Linked DNA regions of Mus musculus: all the other regions are linked to region 3. A link is a contact called in public promoter capture Hi-C data. All regions are on one chromosome and are shown on one strand. The core of a region is the stretch at or near the end of the contact, and the rest is flanking DNA. Distances in the headings are between cores, read along the strand shown.

Region 1 (3,789 bases), core at 289-2,788, 650 kb after region 3:
GAGGCGGGAAAGTGTGAGAGAAGGCTGGAAGCTAGGCCAGCGGGCGGGTGGGCGGAGGTCAGGGAGGCACCTCCAAGGCCCCAAAGAGCATCTGCTTCATCCCGAGAGCAGTGAGGAGCTACTTACAGATGTCAGTCAGGAGAGCGATGCAATCTTAAGTAGCTCTTAAAATGGTCCTCCTGATGCCCCACCAGGGAGAGACTGAAGCTGGCAATTCCAGTGACTATTAACTATTTATTTTCAGACTGGGTCTTACTATCACAGGCTGACTTCAAATTGACCATCCTCCTGCCTCAGTTTCACAAATGCTGGTATTGTAGGTGTGAGCAGCTGCACTAGCCAAATACTAACTTGTCTTGAGGTCAGCCCAGAGACTACTGTGGAGGCCCAGGGACAGGTGCTAGGCAGCAGCCTGGACCAGGACAGGGCAGGAGCAGAAAGTGACTTGTGAGTGATTCTGTGTCAGGATTAGTGGGATTTGGTACTGTGTCTCTGGAGTGTAGGTCTCCATAGCTCCATGTTCTGTCCCACAGTGGTATTGGCATAGGCTGATCCACATAACAAGGGAAGACCCCTACCCATGCAGAGCCCTGCCCTCCCTCACCTACAGGCCCATCTGCTGCCCCAAGCTTTCCTGGCCGCTTCCTTCACCTCCTTGTTCCTCAGGCTGTAGATAATGGGGTTCAGCATGGGGGTCACCACAGCGTAGAGGACTGTAAAGACCTGGTCTGAGATCCGGGCTTCCTTGCTCTTGGGTTTCATGTACATGAAGATGATAGTGCTATAGAAAAGCAGGACAACAGCCAGGTGTGCCGAGCAGGTGGAGAAGGCTTTGCTGCGCCCGGTGGCTGAGGGCACCCTCAGGATGGTGGCCAGGATCAGCATGTAGGACAGGCAGATGAGGGTCAGGGGTATAGGCAACAGGAGGATGGCCCCCACCAGCAGGAAGGCATCGCTGACTGAGGTGTCACCACAGGTCAGCTTCAGCACAGCCAGGATCTCACAGGTGAAGTGTCTGATCACGTGGTGGCCGCAGAAGGGCAGCCTCATGGCGATGACCGTCTCTGCCACTGACTTGAAGAGGCAGAGCACCCAGGAGGCTCCTGCCAGCATCAGGCAGAGCCTGTGGCTCATGAGCACGGGGTACCTGAGTGGCTGGCAAATGGCCAAGTAGCGGTCATAGGCCATGACGGCCAACAGCAGGCACTCGGTGGAGCCCGTGGAGAGGCTCAGACACATCTGGACGGCACAGCCCGTAAAGGAGATGGTCTTCCGGGACGACAGGAGGTGGACCAGCATCAGGGGTACAAAAGTAGATGTGTAGCAGATGTCCAAAATGGAAAGGTTACCCAGGAAAAAGTACATGGGCGTGTGCAGGCGGGCATCCAACATGCTCACCGCCACGATGGCTGTGTTCCCCAGCAGAGTCACCAGGTACATGACTGAGCACAGAGGAAAGAGTAGCCGCTCGAGGGCCGGGTAGCCAGAAAATCCCTTCAAGACAAACTCAGAGACTGCAGTTCTGTTGCTGGGCTCCATACTGTGGGGTTCTGGCTGGATACGCAGATGGGGCGGAAGGACGGAGGATGCAGGTCGTGCATGGGACCACAGAGGTGGTTAAGGTCTTTTCCAGCTTGGCCACACTCTCTGTGGCCTTGGGACAGACTCCTCACCCTCTGTAGGCTTCAGTTCATCCGTGTGAGGAAGGTGGATGATTCAGGGCAGTGTTTTCCTAAACGACTGTACTTGGAAGTCTGAGCAGACAGCCTGAAGGATCACTGAGAGCCAACGCTGAATGAGAGAGAGGACTTGTCACGGCCTTTAAAAGACTAATGTTTATTGGTAGCTCTCCAAAAGCAATGTAGATCATGCGCTCCCAAACTCACTTGACCCCAGGTCCCCTTCCCTCACTTAACCTATCACAGACAAGACGAACAATTTGGGAGCTGAGGAGTTGGATCAGAGATCCACACACAGGACTCACTTGGAAGGCTGTCAAAACACACCTTGTTCTCCCCACGGCGTTTCTGGCTCAGTGGGTCTGTGTGCGGCTGCAGCTCTACTGGCCCAGGCACCACACTTAAAGCTAGAATGTCTCTGAAGGTCCTCCTGTCTTTTGGACCATCTCTGAGCCATTACTTATGCTGTCCTCACTGTCTGACATGCCCTGCTCATTTCTCTCTCACTGGTAGGGGTCTGGTTTGTCTCTTTAGGCCAGCTCTGGTCTCCACACACCCTGTGCTTTTTGTCTCAGGGAGCTGCTGATGGTCTCTAAGCCCATGAGTGGGAGCCCCCCTCTCCCCACAATGGAGATGCTCAGTCAGGCGCTTTGTGCGGGCTGGAGCTTTAGAAGTTGCCTCCCAGTGACAGGCAAGTCAAACAGACCCTGAGACACAGTCTCCGGTCCTATTTTCTCCCAGTCAGAACAAAGGATGCTTTGGCTTCCAAACCTCCAAGGTTATGAACACAGGAGCTTCCCTGACAGGTTCACTGGCGAGCTCTCTTGTGGCAGATGGGGAAACTGAGCTCACACAGAAGCTGCTGGGGGGGGGGAAGGAGGGGGTTAAGCCTCCAGCAGGGATCTTCCCAGTATTGTAGCATCTAACCACATGGAGCTGACATTTGCCTCTAACAAGTCTCATACCTGCTGCTCTGGATGGACACCCTCCTGCTTCCTTCTCACAATCCTCTCACCAGCAAAAAACAAACACGCAAACCAATAAAATAAAATAAAATAAAATAAAATAAAATAAAATAAATAAGATAAAATAAACCCAACAAAACAAACAAACAAAAATGTTAGGTTTAAACCCGTCTTCAGTGTCAGAGTACCTGAGACGATGCTGCGGTAGCATGAACCATAATGCCCAAACCCAGCTCCCCGCTGTCTCTCCACCTGGACACAGTCTCCGCCTTTTACTTGCTCCTTGTTTAATCTTTCCAAAGACCAAGAAGTGACTTAGGGCCACCAAACCCTATGCATCAGGGGAACAACTGAGCAGATGGCTGCTTCCAGGCACTGACTCCAAAGCCTTCCCAGGGAGACTTCTCCACTCTTCCATGCCTGACCTCCCCTCCCTCTGTCTGTATGCCCTACGAGGCATACAAACTTCTTCTTGGTGAGGGGGCACTTGAAGGGTCTCTCAAATAACTCAAGTGTCAAGGCTGGGTGGTCCTGCCGGATGTTCCTTCTTCTTACACAGTATTAACATGATCTATAATGTCCTGAGCTTAGTCCTACACTGAGCCTCACCTCAGGAAATCAGTCGTCCCTACTGCAGCAAGGAGAGCTCTGGTCCAGTCCCAGGGCCTCAGGCAGAAGCTCTGGCCTCAACATGACTGTCTACATCACCATGGGGTCATGAGGAGTATAAGCTGCGAGTTCCCCACGAAGGCTCACTAGGGATTCTCTGAGGCTAGGTGTTTGGTGGGGTTGTCTCCTCTAGCAGAGCTTCATCAGAGACAAGCACTGTGTCCGGATTGGGACAAGGCACAGAGATGGTCCTGTCTTCTCTTGAAGCTCCAATGACTGGAGTCAGCCTCGGCCTCCTCTTTGAGTGGTTGCACACACTGCAGTTCATCCTGTCAGTCTCTAGGCAACATTGGCAGCTGGGGCCCTGGGCTATGCGCTGGAACACGCACACACACAAACATGGGGTCACCTGCAGTGCATACACACAACTGAGTGCACAACATCTGTCTAACACACCAGTCCATATACACCTGTGAGTGTCTATCCTACGCATAGGCTCATGTATGCGTGTGTGGCCATTCACAAACGCACATGAG
Region 2 (3,500 bases), core at 730-3,229, 570 kb after region 3:
CTCCCAGTCCCAAGATGACAGGCCTGAGAGTCGTGTCTTTTTCATATTGTCCATCCCCTTTGTGACTGCTCTTCCTTTTATTGCCCAGACAGAGCATAATTCCTTTTCACCAACAGGATTGACAGCCTGGAGCAAGAATTCATTTCCCTCGGTGTTCTTTAAAGGGGGGAGGGGTACCCATAAGCTTCTATTTGGATAGAGCATCCAGCAGGGCCACTTGTCAATGTGGCTTTCTTATGACCTCTGTGTTCACTCCAGGGACCAGGGTTTTTAGCTGTGTGCCCCTCTAAGGCAAGAGCTGAAACAATTAGCTTCTTTCGTGTTCCAGCCTACAGCAGCCAGAACTCATGGCTCTGAATAAAAAGACTCGGTCCTTAATTTCTCCTCAAGCCACTAGGGGTCGCCTTCATCTCAGAGAAAGATTGTCCTCAGCCTGCAAGCTCTCAGTCTCTGCTGGGGAGCCTTTGGCTTCTTGGCACTGTGATTTCTGGAGAAGTGGCTTCAAGTGGGAGAGAAACTGGCTGTCGGCATGGAGGAGAATGTGTTTATGTGCATGTCCTTTTTGATAATTTGAGAACTCCCCAAGGTGCCATAGCTGTTCCCTTTGCAATGATGTCATCTCTCACAAGCTGTTCTTCCAGATGGGGTCAGCACTCCAGATAAGGGGTACCTGGATGAACTTTCTAGCCTGGAATTTTAGGAGTGAGGTGGATCCCTAGGTGGGGGTACAATGAACTTTAATTGCTGAGGCCTGTTAGGCTTAGTCAGTCCATAAGCTCCCACCAAGTGTGGCTCAGGAAGACAAAAGGACAAGGCCCTGGGAACAGATGGCTGATGGATCCAATAGGCATAAGAGCAGAACGACCGTGGAGACAGAAACAGAGTGGAGAGTTGAGTCCCCAGGAAGAGGAGGACTCGTGGACTCCATAAAGATCCGAGAAGAATGGAGTCCTTTGGTGCCATGAGGGTCTGACTTCCTCCTGCCTGAGGAAAAGCACTCTGGCGTTGAGGAGATGGGTAGAGTTTTCCCTACCCAGGAATAAATGGATACCCAGTGATTGGGGATTTCTGACAGTTTCCTGGAGACTGGAGCATCTGCGGAAATCTGATTGAGTGAATGGACTCTAAGAAAAGTGGGGTGTCAAGGGAAGAAGGCAGGCATGAGTGAGATGGGAGCAGTCCTGTGCACAAGGGGCTTGGGGGAAGCAGAGGAAGGCCCTTACAGTATGGGGACGCCCATGAACCTCGCTGGCCTAGAGGCCCGGGGTGCTGAGCCCCTGGGGCGCTCACCGGGTGGTTTGGGGACTGGGAGGTCCCTGGGCGCCAGGCAGGGGTGGGGGTGGCAGCAGCAGCCGGAGGGTGGGGCCGGGCGGGGAGGGGAGGGGGAGGGGCGGGGTCGGGCGGCCTGCCGGGGAAGTCACACTCGGCCGCCGCCGCGGGCGCAGCGAGCGGAGACGCGCCGGGCCGAGGCGACCTGACCTGGACGAGCGAGCGGCGCGCGCGGGGGCCCAGGCGGGGGGCGGGAGGCAGCGGCGGGCAGCGCAGGCCGCCGGGCCCGGGAGAAGCGGAGCGGAGAGGAGCGGGGGACACGGGCGGGGCCGCCGCAGCTCCGGATGGGACCAGCGCCCGGGCCCGTTAGTCCAGGCAGGAGCTTCGGGAGAAGCCGTCACTGGGAGAGTCACCCCTGCCTTTCCCTCCCCTCTGGCCCAGGCCTCGCTTCGCTCCCTGCCTGCCCATGTCCCAGTCCTTCCGCGGCGGGCGCCCTCCCACCTCAGCCCGGGGCTCTGGCTTCTCGCAGCTCTTTGCTCTCCCGGCCCGATCAGCTGTGAGGTGTCCCCGGGCCGTTTCTTTGTGCCAGCCTCCCCCAAGTCCCTACCCCATCCCAGGCTCAGATTCCTCCCTTCTCGGCTTGGAATTGTCAGGCTACTTCACCTCTCACTGTCCTCATCCCGGTCGCAGGCCCCCTTGGTCTCTTCTTCCTTCTGCCACCCTATCCTTAGTCCCTGGACCTGGCTGTGGGCTGGTAGCCCACTCCTTCCCGACCCAGGTTTCCCCCCATCCTCTTCTTGCGTGGTCCCCAGCACTTTCTGTATCCGGGCCGACTAAGCTTGCCCCCACTTCTCTTCCTGGCCCTCTTCCCCAGGCTCCAGGCTGGGTGGCGCTTGTGCCTGCCCAGTAGGCCAGAGCGGCCCCTGGTTCGGGGGACCGTGGGTCAGCTGCTCTATCCCCATGGCACTGCCATCCCTGCTGCTGGTGGTGGCAGCCCTGGCAGGTGGGGTGCGTCCTCCGGGGGCACGGAACCTGACGCTGGCGGTGGTGCTGCCAGAACACAACCTGAGCTATGCCTGGGCCTGGCCACGGGTGGGTCCTGCTGTGGCACTGGCTGTGGAGGCACTGGGCCGGGCACTGCCCGTGGACCTGCGGTTTGTCAGCTCCGAACTAGACGGCGCCTGCTCTGAGTACCTGGCACCACTGCGCGCTGTGGACCTCAAGCTGTACCATGACCCCGACCTTCTGTTGGGCCCCGGTTGTGTGTACCCCGCTGCCTCTGTGGCTCGCTTTGCCTCACACTGGCGCCTTCCCCTCCTGACTGCGGGGGCAGTGGCCTCTGGCTTTGCAGCTAAGAATGAGCATTATCGTACCCTGGTTCGCACTGGCCCCTCTGCGCCCAAGCTGGGTGAGTTTGTAGTGACATTGCACGGGCACTTCAATTGGACAGCTCGGGCTGCTTTGCTGTATCTGGATGCTCGCACAGATGACCGGCCCCACTACTTCACCATCGAGGGCGTCTTTGAGGCCCTGCAGGGCAGCAACCTCAGTGTGCAGCACCAGGTGTATGCCCGAGAGCCAGGTGGCCCTGAGCAAGCCACCCACTTCATCAGAGCCAACGGGCGCAGTAAGTGTGGCCCGGGCTGTTTTAGAAACAGGGGAGGTGGGCCGCTATGTCCCTGGAGCAGTGCAACACAGAGAAATAGGCAGAGATAGGAAGGGGAGAGTTCTATGTGATGGTTGGGATGGAGGAACTTTTGAGGACAGAGCTCCTGAGAGAACCTGGCATCAGTCAGAGGTCAGCAAGGCTGAGCCTGGGGCTGGGGTTTGAGTAGTGGATGTGGGTGATGTCTGATCTGAAATGTGCACCTGTCTGTGAGCAGAGACCCCTTAGATTGGAACACAAAGCCTCTTGGTAGCATAGAGATGACTCTATGGGTTCAGGTTTGATTGGGAAAGCAGGTAAGGCTCACACAAAAATTGTGAGCACAAGTGCTTGTGAGCCTAGGGAGAGGTAGGCAGGAGGGGACGTGGGGGCTGTGAAGTCTAGCAAACACAGCTTTGGGGGAAGGAGGGGCTTGGGTCATCACGCCAGTCTCTGGGGTCTGGAGTTGGGCTCTGACTTGGACCAGATGGTCCATGTGGCCCCAGGGCACTTGCGACATGAGCTCTAAGGGGAGGGATGGGAACATCTGTTGGGTGGTCGATGGGTAGGGCACTCTCTTGTAATG
Region 3 (3,753 bases), core at 1,204-3,703:
GGATCAAACTGATCATTACTATTGGCAGCAAGCCCCTTTACCATTGAGCCATCTTGTAAGTCCTATGACTCACTTTTGATAAATGTTAAAAAAAGAAGGGTGGGGTGGGGGGTTGGAGGAATGGAAGACTTGGCAGTTAAAGAGTTTATACTGACACATACATAGCTAGAAATGAAATAAATCTTTTTTTCTTTTTTTGGTTTTTCGAGACAGGGTTTCTCTGTGTAGCCCTGGCTGTCCTGGAACTCACTTTGTAGACCAGGCTGGCCTCGAACTCAGAAACCCGCCTGCCTCTGCCTCCCAAGTGCTGGGATTAAAGGCGTGCACCACCACGGCCCAGTGAAATAAATCTTTGAAAAATGAGGTGATGTCACTCTTATAATCAGGATGGCAGAGATGATGATTTCTATTCTTTTCAGGAAACTGCCTGGCTTTCTCAGCTTCATGCTTTGGCTTCCTTTTTTCTTTTTTTAAAGATTACTTTTATTTCTTAGGGCAATGGTGGTGCACATCTTTAATCCCAGCACTCAGGAGGCTAAGGCCAGCCTGGTTGGCAGAGTGAGTTCCAGGACAGCCAGGGCTACATAGTAAAACCCTGTTTCAAACCTCAACCCTCCCTTCCCCAAAAGATTATTTTTATTTCATGTGTATGAATGTTTGCCTTCGTGTTTGTTTGTACTATGTGTATGACTGACACAGGTGAAGGCAAAAAAAAAAAAAGTAAAAAAAGATGAGATCAGGGCTGGCGAGATGGCTCAGTGGTTAAGAGCTCCGACTGCTCTTCCGAAGGTCCCGAGTTCAAATCCCAGCAACCACATGGTGGCTCACAACCGTCCGTAACGAAATCTGATGCCCTCTTCTGGAGAATCTGAGGATAGCTACAGTGTACTTACATATAATAAATAAATAAATCTTTAAAAAAAAAAAAAAGATGAGTTCCTCTGTAATTGGAGTTGCAGACAGTTATGAGCTCCCATGTGGGTGCTGAGACCCACAGCTGGGCCCTCTGCAAGAGCAGCAAATGAGTTTAGCTGCTCAGCCATCTCTCCAGCTCCTTACTCTTTTCTCTTTTTTCTTTTCTTTTCTTTTCTTTTTCTTTTTCTTTTTCTTTTCTTTTTTTTAAAGACAGGGTCTGATGTAGTTCAGGGCTCCACTGAACTCACTATGTAGTCAAGGATACAAGGATAGTTTTGAATGGCTAGTCCTGCTGCCTCCGCCTCCCAAGTGCTGAGATTACAGGCATCTGATGTTTTGCTTGGCCTCAGACTGTGTGCAAGCAGCTTTGTTGGCCAAGCCTACGTGACAAGGAACTGAGGCTGGCCCATAGTTAATCAAGAACTGAGGCTATGATTCCAAGCCCTGGAGGAATTGGGTTCCGCCAACAATCACAGAAGGGAGGTTGGAACTGAGATACTCCAGTCATGCAGGCACTTGAGAGTTTCTGAAAAACCCTCAACTGGAGGACTCGGCTCAGTTGTGCCTGGATTCTTGACCTGCAGAAAGTTCCGGATAATCAGTGTTGTTTTAAGCTACTAAGCTCTGGGGTTATTTAGTTCATGCCAATAGACAACATACTGGCTGTATCTACTTAGGTCTAAAATGTGTGCACCTCACAATTTTATTAGATTGTTTCCCACTGTTTTATACTATTGGCCAGGTGCAAAGTTTCCAGTCTTGCTGGTCGGCCTCTGCATTCTCTAGGAGGATCCTTGATTTTATAACAGTTCTGTTTGTTCTTTCTAAATTCAGTACTAGAATTCAGAAGTTCAACTCCTTTTCAGTTCCTTGCTTGCTCTAGAAAAACTGCGATGAATAGTTAAATATGCCAACCACTGGCAGCCCTAAAATGCCCACTATCTTTGAGATCTCGTGACTAGTGTGTTCCAAATCTTCCCTAAGGTTCAGTTTTTTTTCTCTTCTCCAGATTCGTAGTTCTAACATTTGGAAAGACACTTAAAAAGAGAGAGAGAGAGAAAGAGAGAAAGCTTCGTGTAGCATAGGCTAGCCTTAGATTTACCATGTAGCCAAGGATGGCCTTGAATTCCTTATACCCTAGCCTCTATGTCTGGAAGAACTGGAATTTTGCCGCCATAGCCCTAATGCAACCTTGTGTAATTACTATGGCAAATCTCTCTCCGGCTGTAAAGCCTCGTCTCATTAAGGAAATCAATTGCCAAGTCTTCAATGAAGAGAATCTGGTTTTTGTGTGGAAACTCCACGCACGTGGGAGGAGCAAAAGGTTTCAACTCTCGCCTCACACAGGTGAGGGCCAGCCCCGCCCATCCTTGCTTTGAAGCCCTTTCAGTGGGCGGAGCTGCTATCAATCTTGGTTATTAGAAAAATGAAGGGGGACCTCGAAGTCTACGTGCTCCCGGGGGGGCGGGGTCGGCAGACTGGGCGCGAGCGGATTGGCCGGGAGGCGTAGCCCTTGGGGATTGGTTCCGCCCAGTCTCTCGCAGGGATCCCAGCCGGAGTGAGGGGAGGGAGTTCTGGTCGCTCACGCTTCGCAGCTATGGCGCCTCGGGGCCGCGCCCAGTCCCCAGTTTGCCGGCGGAGCCTCAGCTCTTTCCTCTGCTCACTCCGACCGTGAGAACCCGGGCGGCTTCGAGGGAGCGGGGAACGCGGCGGGCGCCGGGGACCATGAGGAGCGGCCGGACCCGCGAGGCGGACAGCAGAGGGTGGCGCGGCACCTGCTGAGAGAAAAGAGGGAGCGGCCGGGCTCCGCGCCGCCGAGGTGCGGCGGAGGCTGGTCCGCGCCTCGGCCATGTCGCTGCTCTGTGTGCGTGGTGAGTGCGCGGCCGGCGGGACCCGCGGCTCCCACGCCTGCCCGGACACTTGTGGTAGTGTCCCGGCGGCGCTTCTCCCGAACTTCGCTCCCCGCGCTTGCCCTGGGTGGCGAATGCGTTCGTAGTCACTTCTAAAGGTCCGACGAGTTTCCCCCGCTCCTTCGTGACCCCCCTTCCGCGGCGGACTGTTATCCGTCCATTCTGGCAGCCGTGAGACAGCGTTGTTGTCGGGCTTGCCAGATGCTATTAAACAGTGAAAAGGGTCCGATGCCAGTGGGCACCTGAGGGGACCTCCTATGGTTGGCGCCTGTCTAGAGCGGACAGCTTCTTCTTCTCCCCGCGCTGTGGAACTAGTTGGCCCCGGAGTAGCAGCTTTTTATGACTCTGACCGTGTTAGTGGTACAGCTGTCACATCCCTTCAAGTTTATTTCTTGATTTGCATCTTACTATTGTCTGTCTCGTCCCCGGCTCCTTTCCTGAACCTCAGTTTGTGTCAAGGCATAGATTATATTTTCACATGACACTTTGAAGAAGGAGGTGGTGTTGGCTTCTCCCCTTTGGGAGTGGAACATGGAGAAATGGTTTATTTTATTTTAGCTTTGGCTCTTTCTCTGAGGACACTTGGTCCATCCAGGAAGGGATGTGTTTGTGTGTGATGGTTCTTGGAAACAACAGTCTTGTTATATAGTCCAAGCTGGTTTGGAGTTCATTGTATGGCTCAGTCTGGTTTGGAAGTTGTGATTTAACCACCTCACCTCCCGAGGACTGGGGTTACAGGAAGCTTTTTATAAAACCAGAGCTTTGGAGTTTAAGTCATGTGAGGTACAGTGCCCTGAATTTAGCTCTAGAGACTGTGTTGCTGGTGTTTTTATTTTTTACAAAATAGTATTCCGAGTGCCAAGCTCCGTAGAAATTTTGAATGAATGCAAGAACTGTGATTTTAGAGAGATTAACTGGCCAGAAAAAG
Region 4 (4,048 bases), core at 83-2,582, 610 kb after region 3:
ACCACCTCTGCATATCCACCCACTCAACCTTACACTTAGGACATATTTTATAAACATCCCAAACTAACACTTTACTCAGGCACCATGTATGCATCTGGGACCAGATGAGCTTGAGAGGCAATGCAGCACACAGGAGCAGAATGGATGGCTTGTCTCCAGGATGCTGTGAAGAGGGAGGGTGCTAGATTCACCCTAGAAAGATCCAGGAGGGAAGCTCTTTCCTCCTCCAGCAAGACCTTTTGAACACACACAACCTTCTGAACCAGCCTAATGGATGACATCCAAGTTTCTTGGCCCTGACTGGCAAGGTCTGTTGTCACCACCTCAGACCCTTTCAGGTGCTAAGGAATGAACTGGAGGCTTTTATATGCTGGCAAGTGCTCTATCATGGAGCTACACCCAAAAACCCTTGGTATTTTGAGACAGGGTCTCACTATAGGCCTGGCTGGCCTAGAATTTGGACCAAGCTGGCTTTAAACTGGCAATAATTCTCCTGCCTCTACTTCCCAGGTACTGAAATTACAGGCCAGTGCCACCACTCGGGCTTCCAACACAGACCCTGTCATCTGTACAAGTCTATCATCATTTGTAAGAGCTACTTAAGGATTCACGTGTTTCTCTGATCTGTAGTGTGTCCCGTGTCTCAGAGACAGTATTAGCTACCTTGAGATATTGCATCTTAAGCTCATTAGAGCGATCTCTCAGCAGAAGACCTGGGTTTAATTCTCAACATGGCTGCTCACGACCGCCCGTAATTCTAGTCCCAAGGGCTCTGACCCTCTCTTCCAGCCTCCACAGACACTGTACTCATGTGGTGTACAAATATACACGCAGGCAAACACACCCATACACATAAAATAAAATTAAAGGTTTGTTTTTTAAAAAAGTAATTACTTTCCCTGGGGTCTTTCTACAGGGCAAACTAGCAAAGGGGCAGAGGGAGGATGACGAGAAAGTGGGTGAGAACGCGGACAAAAAGTAGAGGACGAGCGGGGAAGGACAGATGGTATTAGGAAAAGTGGCAGGGTAAAGGGCTGGGGTGGAGGGCTGTTTGAAAAACTACCTACCTCTCTGCTTGGGCTTGGTGATCCCAAGTCCTTAGGTCAGGATCTTTACCTGGGTTGGAGGGGGAAGTATTGATTCTGACCTACGGAATGGTTTTGCTGTTGATGAGCCAGGCTGTAGGTGCTAACTGAGAGGCCTTGTTAAGTTTGTTTGGGAAGGCGTAGGCACCTGCAGACCTTAGCAAAGGGACTCTGGCCCCAGTTGATAAAGGCAGTAAAGGGAAGGAAGAAGAGAGGTCCAGGGCCAATGAAGGATGCGCTCTAGAACCCAGGACAGGCTTCGATCCCCAGGGCAACAGAAATGCCAAGTAGTCTCCAGGGCAACAGAAGTCTTCTCGTCATCTCCGGGCGTGGGTGAGGTTTCCTGAGAGGGCTGCTTTGGATCTAGTTGGGATCAGAGTTGAGTGAGTCTCTCTGTAGGCTGTGCAGACCTAGGAATGGGAGGAACACGGCCCGAGAGGAGCCTGGTTTTGTGAATTTCTGGAAGGTTTCTGTACAGTATGTGAGCCGCGTTCACTGGGAGATGTGGACCTGAGAGGTGACCCAGGGCCGGGCGGTGAGGCTTGAGACAGAGGCTCTAAGGTAGGCAGCGCAGCAGGCTTCAGTTAGAGGCCAATAGAATTGGGTAGGGGCGGGCTTTGCTGAGAGCGGCCAATCGCATGGGGCGCGGGGCGGAGCGTCAGGCGAGCGTCACGCCGCGGCCGCCGCGGGGCCTGGTTAACGCCGGTTCAGCGCAGCCCGGAGTCGCCCAGGCCTGAACTCCTCCCCAGGTCCCGGCCCCGGCCCCGGCCCCGGCCCCAGCCCCGAGCCCGCGAGGACGCCAGAGGCCACCCCCCGGGGGTGGGGAGCGGAGCCGCGGGTCAGCTCTACGAGCGTCCCGTGCTGGCCTGGCCGGCCCCGCCCCCGCCCCGGGCCATGGCCCAGCCCTTGTCCCGGCCCCTCATCCTATCCCAATTTCAGCCTTGGCCTCCGGCCACGCCCTCGCCCCGCTTCCCAAACCTGTCCAGGCCCCGGCCGGTGTCCCAGCGAATGTCCAGGTCCAGGTCCCCGCTTCAACCCCGGTCCCTGCCCCCAGCCTGGCCGCTATCTCCGCCTCGGCCCTTGTTCCACCCCTTGTCACAATTCCCAGCCCAGCATCTGACCCTGTCCCATTCCCCGCGTTTGCTTAAGCCCCTGGCCCAGCCACAGCCCTTGCTTCAATCTCCATCACACCCACTCCTTCCATCACACCTTCTGCCCTTGTTTGAGCCCCGGTGCTCAGTTCAGCGCCACCCAAAAAAAGCCCAGTCTTTGCCCCCATCTCTATGTTTGCCCAAGTCTCTTCCACTGGGTCCCCGCCTCTCTCATACTCTACCCCTCTCCCAGCCTCGACTCAGGTCTGGGCTCCAGCTGCCACCAGCCCTATTGCTGCTGTTGCTGTTTTCTGTCCTTGGTCCAGGGGCTGGTGAGTGGAGAAGCGGAAAGGATTGAGACCGGATGGGGTTCCAGGGAGGGATAGCTTGGAAAGAGTCGGGAGAGGTGGGACTTGGTGAGCTCGGTCACTGGGGGAAGAAATGTGTGTGTGTTGGAGGGGAAGAGCAAGAAGGGGGCTTACACAAGAGATGGATTTGCAGCCTTTAAGAGTGGTGAGGCAGGGACTCTCAGGTAGTTCAGCAGGTTGCTAATAGTCCTCAAGAGATGGAGATCTCCTTTCCCGGTGTCCATCCTGACTCCTTGAGTCTGGCTTACCCTGGGAAGTCTTGGGGACTTTGCTCCTTTTGTTTCCAAAGTTTTATGGAGAGGACATAGTAAAAGCTTTTATTGTAACCTGAGATATGGAGACACTGTAGCCTAAAACTTTGAGATAACAAACACGCATTAAAAGAAAAAAGGGCTGAAAAGCAGTTTTGAAGACAATATGTTGCATTATATAGATGGACATGGGTTATTTACTCTTTCTTCTTGTGCTGGGTCTTTCCCTAAGCAATCATAGCTGGGCTAAGGATAGTTTTTGATACGTTTAAAGCATGACTGAACCTCAGCACAATTCTGCAGATGAGGAAACTGAGGCTCAGGCAGGGAGCAGTTCAAAGTTGTGTTCTACATAGATGGCAATAGTGGAGCTAGAAAAAAAGGTTTCCTAATTCCCGTGACATAGTGGTTGTCTCCCTCCCCTCTTCCTCTGACTACAATACCCGATTGAAGTATTCCTCCATTGACCCAAGGCATAATCTCTTTCATAAACTGTTTCTCACTTGTATCTAGTTCAGGAAGCCCCTTGGCTGGTTAGTAGAGCCGCCCAGCCTCTTAATGGTCAGAATGAGAGAAGCAGAGAGGGGCCTAGCTTAAGGGGCAGAGGTGGTCCCATCAGGAAATGGCTAGTGTTCAAGGTCTTAGCCCCAAGCCACCTTTGCTGAGTGGCTCTGTATCGAGAGATTGTCCCAACTGTCTTTGGCAATAACAGCTAGCTGCAGCTGTGGGTGGCAGGGGTTTTCAATGATCTCAGTGGGTCTGCTCAGTGTACAGCCTGAGATCAGTGCCATCTGAGGGTCGTAGGCCTGCAGAGACGTGTGGGGACTGTGTACTTGTGTGTATAACAGGGACCTGGGAATGGTGCATGTGTGCCATGCATTCACTCTTGCATGTTGGTGAGCTGCATTTGATCTGAATATACGTGAGCTGATAATGTCTTTGGAGTGCATATATTATTGTGTGAGGGGGAGGGGATGCTATATGGCCTACACACTTCTCAGCTTGGCACGCTCCTCTTAGGAACATATCACCAAAATGCTACTTTTAGAAGCAGGTAATTCCTAGGCTTGAAGGAAGCATTAGAGGTGTGTGTGTGTGTGTGTGTGTGTGTGTGTGTGTGTGTGAATGAATGTTCACATCCATGTGTGTGTTTACTTAGGCTAGGGGCTACTTTATTCCCTGGAGACTATCTCTCATTGAACCTGAAGCTCCTATTACGCACCTGTCTTTATTGCACATGCACCGGCATGTAT

What was found. Promoter capture Hi-C pulls out the DNA fragments that hold promoters and counts their contacts.
Region 1: a promoter capture Hi-C map of second pharyngeal arch cranial neural crest shows a contact between it and region 3. The contact joins the promoter of Olfr71 here to the promoter of Unc13b in region 3. A contact is called at or near these places in 16 of 39 promoter capture datasets (3T3-L1-derived adipocytes, the C10 cell line, the HPC-7 cell line and 10 more), 1 of 484 Hi-C or Micro-C datasets (the Ba/F3 cell line) and 4 of 115 datasets of contacts at active chromatin or transcription factors (bone marrow-derived macrophages, embryonic forebrain, kidney and 1 more).
Region 2: a contact with region 3 is called in a promoter capture Hi-C map of embryonic stem cells, with 2.4 times the contacts expected there. The contact joins the promoter of Npr2 here to the promoter of Unc13b in region 3. A contact is called at or near these places in 18 of 39 promoter capture datasets (the 3T3-L1 cell line, 3T3-L1-derived adipocytes, the C10 cell line and 11 more) and 3 of 115 datasets of contacts at active chromatin or transcription factors (embryonic stem cells, large pre-B cells and neural tube).
Region 4: a contact with region 3 is called in a promoter capture Hi-C map of neutrophils, with 3 times the contacts expected there. The contact joins the promoter of Fam221b here to the promoter of Unc13b in region 3. A contact is called at or near these places in 11 of 39 promoter capture datasets (the C10 cell line, HPC-7-derived erythroid cells, cranial neural crest and 7 more), 1 of 484 Hi-C or Micro-C datasets (CD4 T cells), 3 of 115 datasets of contacts at active chromatin or transcription factors (bone marrow-derived macrophages and craniofacial prominence) and 2 of 9 other capture datasets (adipose tissue and liver).

Annotation. Positions count from the first base shown.
Region 1 is chr4:43,705,028-43,708,816 of GRCm38.p6, forward strand. It overlaps Olfr71 (olfactory receptor 71), which reads right to left and starts at 1,539. Exons shown (of 1, transcript NM_019486.1): 1 at 601-1,539. The coding sequence starts at 1,539. The coding sequence ends at 601.
Region 2 is chr4:43,629,956-43,633,455 of GRCm38.p6, forward strand. Npr2 (natriuretic peptide receptor 2) reads left to right here and starts at 1,980. Exons shown (of 22, transcript NM_173788.4): 1 at 1,980-2,896. The coding sequence starts at 2,230.
Region 3 is chr4:43,056,500-43,060,252 of GRCm38.p6, forward strand. It overlaps Unc13b (unc-13 homolog B), which reads left to right and starts at 2,454. Exons shown (of 40, transcript NM_001384106.1): 1 at 2,454-2,786. The coding sequence starts at 2,765.
Region 4 is chr4:43,667,527-43,671,574 of GRCm38.p6, forward strand. It overlaps Fam221b (family with sequence similarity 221, member B), which reads right to left and starts at 1,333. Exons shown (of 7, transcript NM_175517.3): 1 at 1,068-1,333. It overlaps Tmem8b (transmembrane protein 8B), which reads left to right and starts at 1,781. Exons shown (of 13, transcript NM_001368840.1): 1 at 1,781-2,508. The coding sequence starts at 1,980.